Linked DNA regions of Sus scrofa: region 2 is linked to region 1. The links are chromatin contacts, called in public Hi-C maps. All regions are on one chromosome and are shown on one strand. The core of a region is the stretch at or near the end of the contact, and the rest is flanking DNA. Distances in the headings are between cores, read along the strand shown.

The links. Hi-C and Micro-C count contacts between places; a contact is called where the count stands out from the background.
Region 2: a Hi-C map of skeletal muscle shows a contact between it and region 1, with 5 times the contacts expected there. The contact joins the promoter of NFATC1 here to the promoter of KLF13 in region 1. A contact is called at or near these places in 4 of 47 Hi-C or Micro-C datasets (embryonic fibroblasts, liver, skeletal muscle and 1 more).

What each region holds. Positions count from the first base shown.
Region 1 is chr1:143,538,936-143,541,635 of Sscrofa11.1, reverse strand. KLF13 (Kruppel like factor 13) reads left to right here and starts at 1,403. Exons shown (of 2, transcript NM_001011505.1): 1 at 1,403-1,991. The coding sequence starts at 1,403.
Region 2 is chr1:146,001,630-146,004,329 of Sscrofa11.1, reverse strand. It overlaps NFATC1 (nuclear factor of activated T-cells, cytoplasmic, calcineurin-dependent 1), which reads left to right and starts at 1,433. Exons shown (of 10, transcript NM_214161.1): 1 at 1,433-1,628. The coding sequence starts at 1,532.

The DNA of each region.
Region 1 (2,700 bases), core at 154-2,653:
CAGAAGCTGGCAGCAGGCCTGCGGAGGGAGGGGCCCCACGTTCCTTGAGCAGCGCGGCCGGCGCCCAGGCACGTAATTCTTGCGAACACAGGACGCAGTGGGCACATCACTCGCGCTGCCAGGCTAGCCACCAGCCTGGGCCAGTCCAAGCTCCAGCTGACCTGGGCTCAAGGGCAGCGCGGCTTGCGCTGATCCCCCGCCGCCCTCCTGCGGTTCCTCCTGCGGGAGCGACCTCGCCCCACACGAGACCACCGCTCTCGGGCTGGCCGCGCCGAGGGTTCAGGGCTCAGCTGGGCAGGAACCAAGGGCGGAGAGCGGCCTGAGTCTCGGGGCGCGGCCACCCATCAACCTGGTTTCAGCGGTGTGCGCCGTGGTTGTCCAGGCCCGACTCGGGGCCAGTAGACCCGCCGGGCTTAGCGGACACGCCTCCTTGCCGGGCAAACCTCGCTCTGGAGAAGAAAGGGAGAAGCGAGGCGAGCCCTGCGAGGCGCGCCCGACACAAGCGGGGCTGGAGGGACAAAGGGGTGCTCTCCCGAGCTCTCGCCACCGCGCCGAGGTTCAAGGCAGTCAAGGTACAAAAGCTCCGGCAGGAAAATACCCTGCGGGGTCCCCGCCACGGAGAGGAGGGGGAACGGCCCCGCCCAGGCCCGCCTCGGACGTCGTGCGTCAGCGTGCCCGGCTCCGGGCTCCAATTTCCGCTCCTCCTCCCGCCGGCTGAGGGGACACGCCCATCGGCACGCGCAGGCCCCAAGGCCGGGTGGGAGCCTCTGGCTGTACGGATTGGCCCGGCTGAGTACTCATGGACCAATGGCGCCGGCCCTGGTCCTTAGCCACGCCCCCTCACCAGGCGCGGGCACGCGACCGCTATCCCGCCGGTGCGCGCTCCGGGATCCCCGCCCCCTCCGCGTGCGCAGCTCCCTGCGGCCGCCGCCGCCGCCTGTAACCTGCGCCGCCAGGATGTGGCTGGGGGCTGACGTCGGGTCCAGATGTGGCCCCGGCCCCGCCCACCCCCGGGGCCGGGCCGCCCACACCGAGCCGCGGCGCGCACGGCGGCTGTCCCGCCTGCCACAATGCGCGGCGAGGCTGCGGCCACGGCTCGGGGAGGTCGTCCCTAACGTCGCCGCTCGGCATCCATAGGACAGGCCGCCACTGACGCCGCGCGGGGACCCTACTCGTCCGCGCCCCCCATGCGCTCACTCTGAGGTGCCCAGCCGGGCGGGCGCTTAGCAGACGCGGAGCAGCGCGGGTGACGGCAGAGGCGGCTGCGCGCCCAGCCCAGCCGGCGGAGAGGGCGCGCCGCGCCCCCGCCCCCCGCCCGCTCTCCGGAGGCCGTGGGTGCGGATGCGCTGCTGACGACTCGCAGCGACTAGCAGTCTCCCGCCTGCCGGCTGGAGCCCGCACCATGGCAGCCGCCGCCTATGTGGACCACTTCGCCGCCGAGTGCCTCGTGTCCATGTCGAGCCGCGCGGTCGTACACGGGCCGCGAGAGGGGCCGGAGCCGGGACCCGAGGGCGCGGCCGCTGTCGCCGCCACGCTGCCCCACGTCGAGGAGCGCCGCGACGGCAAGGACAGCGCCTCGCTCTTCGTAGTGGCGCGGATCCTGGCGGACCTTAACCAGCAAGCACCGGCACCCGTCTCGGCGGAGCGCAGAGAAGGCGCCGCCGCCAGGAAGGCGAGGACCCCCTGCCGCCTGCCGCCCGCGCCGCCACCCGCCCCCGAGCCCGCCTCCCCCGGTGCTGGAGGCGCGGCGGCCGCGCCTCTTAGCCCGGCGTGGAGCGAGCCCGAGCCCGAGCCTGAGGCGGGTCTGGAGCCCGAGCGAGAGCCGGGGCCCGCGGGGAGCGGCGAGCCCAGCCTCAGACAAAGGGGCCGGCGGGGCCGAAGTCGCGCCGACCTCGAGTCCCCCCAGAGAAAGCACAAGTGCCACTATGCGGGCTGTGAGAAAGTTTACGGGAAATCCTCGCACCTCAAGGCGCACCTGAGAACTCACACAGGTCAGTGGGGCGGCCCGGGCACTCGCGCAGACCTGGGCTAGTGCGGGTCGCCCAGACACGCCCCCGGAGCCTCCGGCTTGGGCGCGGGAGGTGGTCAGGGCCTCGCCCCTTCCCCCGCCGCTCCGGGTTGCGGTCGACCCTGAGAGCCGCGCGAGGCGGGTCCTGGCGCTGGCTGCCGGCGCCCGCCCGGCGACCGCGCCCCCGCCGGGCACGCCCCCTCCCCGGGTGCGCTCGGGCGGGGCTGCGGGGGCGAATGTCGTCATCCGGGCCGGGGTGCGCGCGGGCAGGTGCGGGCGAGCTGCGTGGGGGCAGTGGGGGCCGCGGGTGCCGCCCGGGGAGGTGGGCGGCCGCGGCGCCCGGGAGCCGGGGGGGAGGGGTGTCCTCGCCTGGCCCCTCCCTCGTCGGCTGGGCGCGCTCTCGGGAGCGGCGGGGAGGGGCCGGCTCGGGAGCGCGGTGGGCGAAGTTCACGCGGGGACAGGGCTCCCTCCAGCAGCTCGGCACATTCTTCGCTCTTCCTGTAATTTTTCCAGCGCTCTAAGGTTTAATTTGTCGAAACCAGAGCTGGTGGCGACCGACGCGGGGGGCGGTCCCGGGTTCTTGCCCGCGGCTCTTTGTGGGAACCCCGCCCATCCGGCGGCGGAGGCGCGCTGGACTCGAGGGGCTCCCGGCTGGTCGGCGCTTTCTCCTAAAAGGACCGCTCTGCCTCCAG
Region 2 (2,700 bases), core at 184-2,683, 2.5 Mb before region 1:
GTACGGTGTTTCAGGAAGTTGAAGGACTAAACAGAACGCGTTACAAAAAAGGAGGTTGCCAGTTAGGCACCAGACTGCAAGTAAAAGGCCGCGCGTACACGTGGCCAGGCGTGAGCGGCAGCACCGGTTCCATATGTAAAGGCGACAGCGTTGTGGGTTCTTAGGAGCCTCGCATTTTCCTGACCCTTTTGGGCATCTTTAACTGTGGGGGCTGGAAAACGGTGTTTTCTGTGTTCATTGCTCTTCTGCAGCTGGTTGGGGAATCCAGTGCTCCTTGGATAGCGAGCCCTGCTACCAGGGAATTCCTCTCCGGGCCCAGGCTGCCGGGCTCCGGCAGGACGTGCGCGCTGCAAACTAGGCAGCAGCCCAGTCGGGCCGATCCGCTCCTAGAAGGGGCCTGGCCGGCAGGAGGCCCCTTTAGGCACCTTCAGTAGGAGTGGGGCAGCGTCAGCAGCTCATTGGGACGCAGGTATTGATCTTTGCGCCTGTTTGCGGGTGAGGCAAGCGAGCCCGCCTCCCCCGGACCGGGGTCGGGGCAGCGCGCTTCACGAAGAGCTCCCAGCGGGGCGAGTCTGCCGGAGGCGGGGAGGGGGGTTGTCGACCGCCGGCTGTCTTGCCCCAGCTCCTGCCCACCCGGCTCGGGCCGCAGGGGCGCTCAGGCCCCGGGGCGGACGGAAGTGGCCAGACTCCGTGTGCCCCCCCCACGCCCCCGCCTCCGGCGCACGTCTATCCCCCCCACCCCAGCGCAGACTCAGGGGGCGGGGCGCACTCTAGGGTCTCGCTCGCAGTGGGGCTGTCGACCCCAAGAGCCGCCTGGGGGTCCCCGGGCGCGGGTGGGAAGGGCTTGCCCAGAGCCGGGACACTAGTGAGAGGCGTGCGCTCGGGCTGGCGGGGAGAGTTTATTTAAAACTCGGAAGCCGGCGACCGGCGAGCGGCTTGTTTATGTAAACCCGGAAACAGCGGGGGGAGGGGCGCGGCGGGGGAGGGCCGGGGGGAGGGGCGCGGGCGGGAGTCACGTTACCCGAGGACGCGCGGCCGAGCGCAGGGCGCAGCCGAGCCCGGGGCGGCGCGACCACAGGTGCCCGCGGCCGGGGACCCGACTCTGGACCCCGACCGGACCTCAACCCAGATCCTGACCCCGACCCCACGCCGGGGTCCTGGCCGGGGACCCCGACCCCATCCCGGACCCCAACCTGGGATCCTGGCCCGGGACCCCTGCCCGGAACTCTGACCCCAATACCGGATCTCTACCCCGACCCCCATACTAGACCCCAACCTGACCCAACCCGGGACCCCGACCACGCCCTGAGCCCAGACTCCGGAGCTCACCCGACTCCAGCCCAGAGCCCGACCCGGGACCCGGACCAGGTACCGGATCCCCGCCAAGACTTAAGACCCTGAATCCAACCCTGAACTTGACCTGGGACCCCTGCCCTAGGTTTCGGATCCCAACCCTCTACCCCGACCCTAGCCCCCTGACCTCGGACTCCGACCCCGACCCTGACCTCCTGACCCTCGACCCCGACCCACCATGACGGGGCTGGAGGAGGACCAGGAGTTCGACTTTGATTTCCTCTTCGAGTTTAACCAGAGCGACGAGGGCGCCGCCGCGGCCGGGGCCACCGCAGGTGGGTCCGCGCGAGGCGGGGGCGCAGGGACTGGGGGCGCGGGGGTCGGGCGGGTAGGTTCCGGGTGGGGAGGGGCCGGCCTGGAGGCGCGCCGGGCCCCTGCCCCTCTGCCCGGGGCGCACCCCCTCTCCCGTCCCCACACCTCCGCGGCACCCAGGTCCGCGGCCCCGGGGTCGGGGCAGCGCCCAAAGTCTCCCCACCGCCCTACCCTTCGCCGGATTAAAACAGGTCAGGTTGAGGGGCGAGTGGGAGTGGTGGGGGAGGCCCCCTTGGGGTCGGCCCCCCCAGCCATGTAGGAAGACTCAGGGCTGCACTAGAGCGGAGTCCTGACCACATTCCCGCAGGAGGGGCCTTCTCTTTAGGGTGGGGTGTTGCTCAAGCCAAAGGATAGAGTGTGTCTGGCCCATGAGGCCCCCAAGACTTCCCCCTCTTGCTCCCCGTGTCCTCAGGGCAAAGCCTCTCTCCATCAAGAGATGGTACAGTGGAGCTAGCCTCTGAGACCTTGGACCCCCAAGGGTGCCACACTGTTCTTTCTTTAATTTTCTCTTCTCTGTCAAAAAATAAAAGTTCCCCTAAACAAACAACAGATAAAGGACTCCTCCGGCCCCCCAGGGTGCAGGCTTTTGAAAAAGAAAGAACCATTGAGCAATCACCCCCACTTTCACCGGAAGACTCAGTCTGGGCCTGCGGCCACCGGCCACCCCGAGTGAGTGAAGGGGACCAGGAGCCCCCTCCTTGCAGCCTGGCTCTCCCCACACCTGTCTCTTCTGTCCCTTGTGGGCCTCCTTTCTGTTTCTGTCTTCAAGATCTTCTCTCTGTCCCTCCCCACGTGGCGGTGAAATGGTGAAGCTGAGCCCAGCACACTTGGCACCGGCAGGCGCCCGTTTCTGCAGTGACTGTATAATATTTTCCATATCATTCACCGCCCTTCTTTTAAAAGTGTAATGTCTTGCTTGTTTATAAAAAAATAAATGTTCCAACCAGGCTAAGGCTGCCTGAACCCGTGCCCCCCCAGTGTCTTCCTTTTCCTCTTCCTTGGCTGTGCGTCTCCAGGCCTTTGGGTCAGTGGGGA